Linked DNA regions of Gasterosteus aculeatus: region 2 is linked to region 1. A link is a contact called in public Hi-C data. All regions are on one chromosome and are shown on one strand. The core of a region is the stretch at or near the end of the contact, and the rest is flanking DNA. Distances in the headings are between cores, read along the strand shown.

Region 1 (3,343 bases), core at 266-2,765:
TGGATAAAGCTGTGAGATCTGCTGAAGTGAAACACGGTGGCTAAAATAAACTGTGATCGTGGCCAAAGAAAAATGTGTTTGAGCCAATAAAGCCTCGTGGAAAGTAAGTATGTTGTCAGCTCTCCAACAAAAACTTTTCTTTGCAAATTCACCCGCCAAACTCCACCTGCAATATTAGGGGTACAGGAATGCTATGCTTGGCTAATGAACCTTGACCCTCCAACAAAAACACAGTACAACATGTATATTTCAAAGCATCATTTCTTCTTTGTGGAAGAGGATGTTTGACGATGTTGTTTTTTCCCAAACATGCAGTCATGCTGTATTGGATTTTCTACAATAAAAAATCAATTACGTAAATGAAGATATAAAATAAACTAAAATAAAAGAGCCTGTGACCAGAAGGATCCAGTAGTTAATCTAGCATGCGTGATGTTTTCAGAGCATGGAGATGTTTTCCAGCCGTTGAAAGAAATCAATGGTCCGACTGGAGACTGTCCAGGTGAGCTCCTTCTGTTCCGGCTGAGGAGTGAGGATGATAACCTTCAATGTCCTACTTTGACTCTATCCATGCAATTTTGCCATTCCATTGATTTATCTTTTTATCATACAAAGGCAATAATCTCACATGGCCCTTTGAGTTTCACCGAACTGCAGCAGAGCGCAAAAGATAAATGTGTCCTTTTCCAGCGTGGGTCAGGGGCCACATGTGGATATTGCGGGCTCCAGAGGGAAAGGTGACCAAAATACCCAAAGGGCCACACTTTGCAAATGCACTACTGTCCCAACATGATCACTCACTCCTTATCTTTACACATTTACACACACACACACGTCCAGGAGTAGCTATTCTTTCTAAACGTGCATTCATACCTCCCCTATTAGGAAAGCTTCCGTGGAAGCAAACTCGTACCTGAACACACGTGTAGAAATGCCAGTAGACAAAAAATCCCCGTCAGACAGGCAGGCATCATTCAAGAGCAGCTGGAAAACGGTGTAAATCCCGTCAGAATGCGCTTTGTGTTCCGTCTCATCTAAATCACAACTTCTACTGCGGCACCGCTGATGGGGATCCGGGTGTGTGTGGGGGGGGTGAGTTCGTCAACTCCGCGGCCACACAGATAACACTGGTCAAAACTGCTCCTCGGAGGGTGGATTTCTATTTGCATCAAAGTTCAGATCAGTCGGAGGCATCATCGCGGGTCACTCGAGAAGTAATCCACTCAGCGCCACTTGGTTTCCCCCCCCCCGCCTCTCCACTCCACGATCGGTGCTCCTCACACTTCCAGACGCGGAGAACTTCTCGGAATGCATCTGTGGTCGGAGACGCGATCGTAATTCCACTTCATGGGGACGTGATTCCTGAACGGAGAGCGGAATCCAGTCGCAGTTACTTGTATGGTCGGGGCGCGTGTCCGCGGGTTCGTGGGACTGTGCGCTTTTTGGATGAGGCGCCGTGCGTCTCTGCGCTCTGCGCTGCGTTTGGCTTCCCTGTGACCAGTCAGAGGCTTTCTCGGTCTCGCAGATGAGATTCCAGTGAGTCAGACGACGTTCAACCGCACGAGGACACATTCACAACACGAGGTTTCACTTTGTCTAGAGGACGTCCCTTATGAAAATGTAAAAAAAAAAAGATCCAGGCTACACGAGCATTTGAAAACATTCAAATAAAACTACATAAAGTGTTTTTTATACGTTTAAATATCCAAATAAACGATTATCAAGTCCCATAAATTAAGTTGGATCAAGCTTAATTAAAGGACGAAGTCCGCAATAGTCAACAAATTCAACTGGCTGCACCAATCAAACACTTTGTTTTAAGTGCCCTTCATTATATGTTAAGATAGAGGTCTACGAAGGCCAGCATTCCCAAACCAAACGTGTATTTAATATTTCAAAGTGTGTCTACAGTTGAAAGTGAGCATAATTTGACCTTGGTGGATGATATATGCTATTTTTAACCTCCCTTAGACAGAGAGACGTGCGCTTTCACTGTGACCTTATTAAAACCTAAAGGGATCCGCTCAGGCAGCATGAAAAAAAAGAAGGGTGTATTCCTAATGAGGCAGTAAAAAGTGCCTCCATTCACACCCAGTAGCAGCAACATTGGGACTCTTCTTCAAATGACAAAAATCGATTTTCCCTCTCTGACCTCTCTACACGCCATTTGGGAATTAAATGGCATTTAAAGTGCATTAAGAATGGGAAGCCCAACATAATATATCTCAATTTCAAACACACTGAAGTAATAATAGCAGGGCTTTGGCTTGAGTCAAATACATTTTTGTATTAACTGAGACTGACCCTAAAGTTAATTGTGACAGTATAGCTGTGACTTACTGTACCGCAAATGTGTCTTCTGTTGTCTAAGCAGGTCAGCACTCCCTCTGCTGGTTGCTAGGCTGAAGTACAGGCTGGGGGGGGGGGGAGGGGGTTACCTTTTTGTTTAACATATAAAGTTAAAATTCGTTCCGTCTTAATTCTGCCCACTGATGTTATCGATGTAACAAGGAGTATGTCAGAAGGTTGCATGGTACAAGAAAAATATATACAGTTTTAGTTATTAGAATATGTTATTTATACAACAAAAAGCACATGCTAGTAACAGATACTAGAGAGAATTGATAATTATTCATTCAGAGAAACTTAATTCAGTCTTTCTCACTAACAAGCCACAGAAAAAAGGGGTAATAAGTAACATTTATACTGAGAAAAAAATGGAATGACTCAGCCCTCCCTGCCGCTGACCTCTCGCCCTAAATCCTTTAATTGCCCTTTGTGGACCGCTGGTGGCTCTGCTGAACGGGGCATGCATTCAAGGCTGAGACATCACGTCAATAAATAGACATTTGAAATTACAGTCTTGGATAAAAAATGTGCCCTATCTTTTTTTCCCAACATTTTCCTCTCTTTCCGTCGCTTTGTTGCATGTTCTTATTTGTCAATGTCCAATTCAATTTTTGCGCATTCCTATTCTGGTTCCATGCTCACATTTTTCTATTCCCTAGTAAATACTATCCCCATTGTATGACTGGCAGCTCTGTGGGCAAAGGCTGACTGACTGCTCGCAAACATAATAGCACCATAATATTGTAGAGGACAATATGGTGTTGGTCCATTTTATGTTTGTATAATTAGTCTCATTTGATAACGATGTAGGTTATAAAAGCGTGCGCATTATAGTCGGGCTAAAGTGCAACTGAGGAGGGGACAGAGGTTCAACAGTGGGGGCTTGTGCTTTATGCGCATGTGGACTCGACATAACAACAGGTGCAGTGAACCCAGCTAAATGCTGGGTTTGTCGTATCGTGCGCGTCACAATTGGTGACAATCCAAAGCATCT
Region 2 (3,343 bases), core at 487-2,986, 57 kb before region 1:
CTCCCGCAGTTCCTACGCTGTGACATGAGCTCAGTTTTGCACTAACCTGGTCGGCTGTATGTTGTCATGTTGCTGTCACTGGTGCCATTGCCATTATTGCAGCAATTGATGCTACAGTCCTTGTGATTGGCACATGCATTCGGCCAATTGTCTGGCAGCCACAGCTGGTTTAGAGGTTCACCCATGCCAATAAGGCCAGGTCTGCAACAAGGAGGACCACAGTGCTGCCAATCAAAACCTGCCATTGTTGCTGATGAATGAGCACGGGGGTGGATTCATGAGGTTCATCATTTGGAGAAGGAAGACATCTCCTCCCAGTGTTTCCACAATGTAACTGCATTTCTCCTGTGAGTCTTTGTTTGACACAAAGGGACAAAAATATCACTCACCTTCCAGCACTGCACACAGATTCCCCTCTTTGATACGCCACTGGAGGGAGATGAAGAAAAAAACATTAAATTAAATAAACAAACCTTAATGTGCCGTGGAAAAGAAGTGCCAAAGGCAGATGAAATGAAGCCATGAAAGGCAAGCGGAGGTTATAAGCAGAAACTCTCAAGTCAAAGGTTTGCAACCACTTTAATGCATATTTCCATCAACAGGGCACAGAGTCTGACTCTGTGGTTTGATGTGCATAACCAGGACGCAAATAATTGCCTCTTCCTTAACCCACATCCACATAACTGCAGAACTGATGCACACACATTGTGTGAGACAGCTTCCCTTCCCTCATGCCATTTTCTATACCGCTGATCCTTAAAGAGGGTCGCGGTGGGCGGTGGGCGGTGGGGGGAGGAGGGGGGGGGGGGCTGGAGTCAATCCCAGCTGGCATTGGGCGAGAGATGGGTACACCCTGGACTGGTTGTCGGTCAATCGCAATTCACTCTCACATTCACACACCTACGGGCCATTTGGAGTCACCAATATCGTAACCTTTATGTGATTGGACTGTGGGAGGAAAAGGAGTACCAGGAGAGAACACACGCAGCCACGGGGAGAACATGCAAACTGCACATAGAAAGGCCCCAAAGGATGTGGTAGAATGTATTCTGTAGTTTACTTATTTCATCAAATAAACCTAACCAAGGAAGCAGGATTGATGCATCAGCTTGTGCAAAAGCACATTCTTACATTATTGTGATCAGCTAAATCCATAAGTTTACCCAACAAAAATATATTGAAATGCTAATACTTCAATGATTTGTTGTATAGGTAGCAACCGTTGTTACACATAAACCTTCAAGAAAGAAATATCTATTGAATGCACCTTTTTCCTTTACTTCATTCAATAAATATTTTTGTGTTTGCAGCATTGTTCAAAAATCCGACTCAAATGCAATGATAGGAAGAACCTTAATGTAGTTTCATCTATTCATGGAATAAAATATAAAACATATATATAAAATATATATATATATAAAATAACTCGACAAACGCACTTGGCAAATGCGTTAAATATCACAAACATTATTGGAAAAACCTACAGTACATACCTGTGGGCGTAAAGGTGAATGATGGCACTGTGAAGACAGACGGACAATGGGCGTAAAGTGAAGAAACAGAAATCAATTAAAAAACCACATACAAACGCGGAAGCAACCACATGGCGTCGGCCTTTCTGCTGCCTCTGTCTTTAAAAAGTGCCCAGGTGAATAGTTAATGGTGGGTGACAGGCGGCCCAGGAGAGAGTGAGAAAATAACAGTGATATTGTAGCAGACATGGTAATGACAGGCCCATGACTCTAAGGCCTGCGCTGTGTTGAAGGAAATGAGCGTCTAAAGGTCAGCCTTTGACAGGCTGTATAGTCATAAAATGCTAATTTGTTTCTGAAGTGGTTTCGTCAAAGGGAGATTATAACCGAGCCTTTTCCAGCCTTTGATGTCGTCTGCTCATCAGCCTCTTAAATTATTCCTTAATGTCCCCGAAAAGAAGGCTGCTGTTTAGTGATGGGGCAGCGTGTCGTTGCTTCTTCCCTTCTGCGAATACTAATCACCATAAAAACGTTCCCTACAAAAGTAAAATGATAAACTGCTTTGCAGATGCACACACGACACACATGGTGAGCTATATATTAAACATTCATTGATCTACCTGTCTAAAACATAAACGCAAAAGAGGAAACACACACCTTTGCGGATGCCGGTGTACGTGCTGCTGAGGCCACTTCTCTTCTTGCGATGACGGTAGAGCCACACGCTGAAAATCATGAGGACCAACCAGCAGGTGGCGCCAATGCCTGCAATAAATGCCGGTTGCCTCACCACATCTGAAATCTGAGACAACGTGTCTTTTTCCTCACTGATATCCATCATCTGTCCGGTAGAGTCTAACCAATAAAAAAAAGAAGCAAAGGAGACATCATATAGAGAGTGTACAAAAAAGAATGTTCAAAAATGTTGATACAGCAGCAAAGAAACAATAGCATTGTAAAAATATATATATGTACAGGTAAGTAACAGCCTGGTAAGCACAACATGGTGCTTTATTGCTTGTTTTTATGAACCCTCGCTAATGAAAATGAGAAAAAAGGAGACCACGTAGAGGTTTTCCCCAAGATTTGCTGTGTCATGGCTTTTAGCCGTAGTTTTGTTACACCGAACCATACGAACACTCCTATCTTGGGAGAACTCTCACCTAATTGAAAAAAAGTGACATCACTCTTGACCCCGGCTCCAGCGCCATTGCTGGCTGCGACCTGAACGCTGTAACGGACTCCTGGCGTCAGACTGGAGATGAGCACGGAAAAGGTGGAGCCGTCGACCGACTGGTTCACATGATATCGACTCTCATTGCCCAGGCACCAGATCTGTCAAGAGAACGCGACGAGAGAGGAGACGGGATGACAGTGATCGCCTGAGGGACACATCCGACAACACAAGAGGCTTCCTCAGCCTCACAAACGTGCCATTTACATTCTAACTGTTAGACACATGATTCAGAGCATGTGTGTAGGAGTGGCGGGGGAAGAGGGGGAGGGGAGGGGGGCTTCTTTTCGTACTTTGTACTCCTGAATGACTCCAGCTTTTTCCCATTCTGGAGGTGGTTTCCAAGCAACGAGGATGGCGGTCCCATTGGCATCACTCTTTGTGACTGTAACGCCCTGGGGTGCTCTGCTAGGGGCTAAGAGAACGAAATACACAGTCAACCATGCGCACACTTATGCTCTGCAGCAAGGCTTTTAACACTTGAAAAAAATTCAAAGAAACGAAAAAATACATGATAACATTTAATTCCTCTCAGATATTTATAGATACATCCAGCAACGCTCACCTTCTTCTAATGTCTTGACCACCTTCACCTCACTGTCAGCTCCCTGGAACTCATCAAAGAAAGGGCGCACTT

Evidence for each region. Hi-C and Micro-C count contacts between places; a contact is called where the count stands out from the background.
Region 2: a contact with region 1 is called in a Hi-C map of skeletal muscle, with 6 times the contacts expected there. The contact joins the enhancer-like site here to the promoter of LOC120822484 in region 1. A contact is called at or near these places in 3 of 6 Hi-C or Micro-C datasets (skeletal muscle, tail fin and whole body).

What each region holds. Positions count from the first base shown.
Region 1 is chr7:19,935,264-19,938,606 of fGasAcu3.hap1.1, reverse strand. It overlaps LOC120822484 (roundabout homolog 1), which reads right to left and starts at 1,515. Exons shown (of 29, transcript XM_078107129.1): 1 at 914-1,515.
Region 2 is chr7:19,992,979-19,996,321 of fGasAcu3.hap1.1, reverse strand. It overlaps LOC120822484 (roundabout homolog 1), which reads right to left. Exons shown (of 29, transcript XM_078107129.1): 15 at 3,272-3,343; 16 at 3,000-3,121; 17 at 2,636-2,807; 18 at 2,130-2,327; 19 at 1,494-1,520; 20 at 390-429; 21 at 47-201. Among protein-coding and RNA genes, the nearest start is that of LOC120822484, 58 kb to the right of the region's middle. Within about 2 kb of position 1,736, at least 1 of the 9 cell types and tissues checked has open chromatin away from gene starts, as enhancers often do.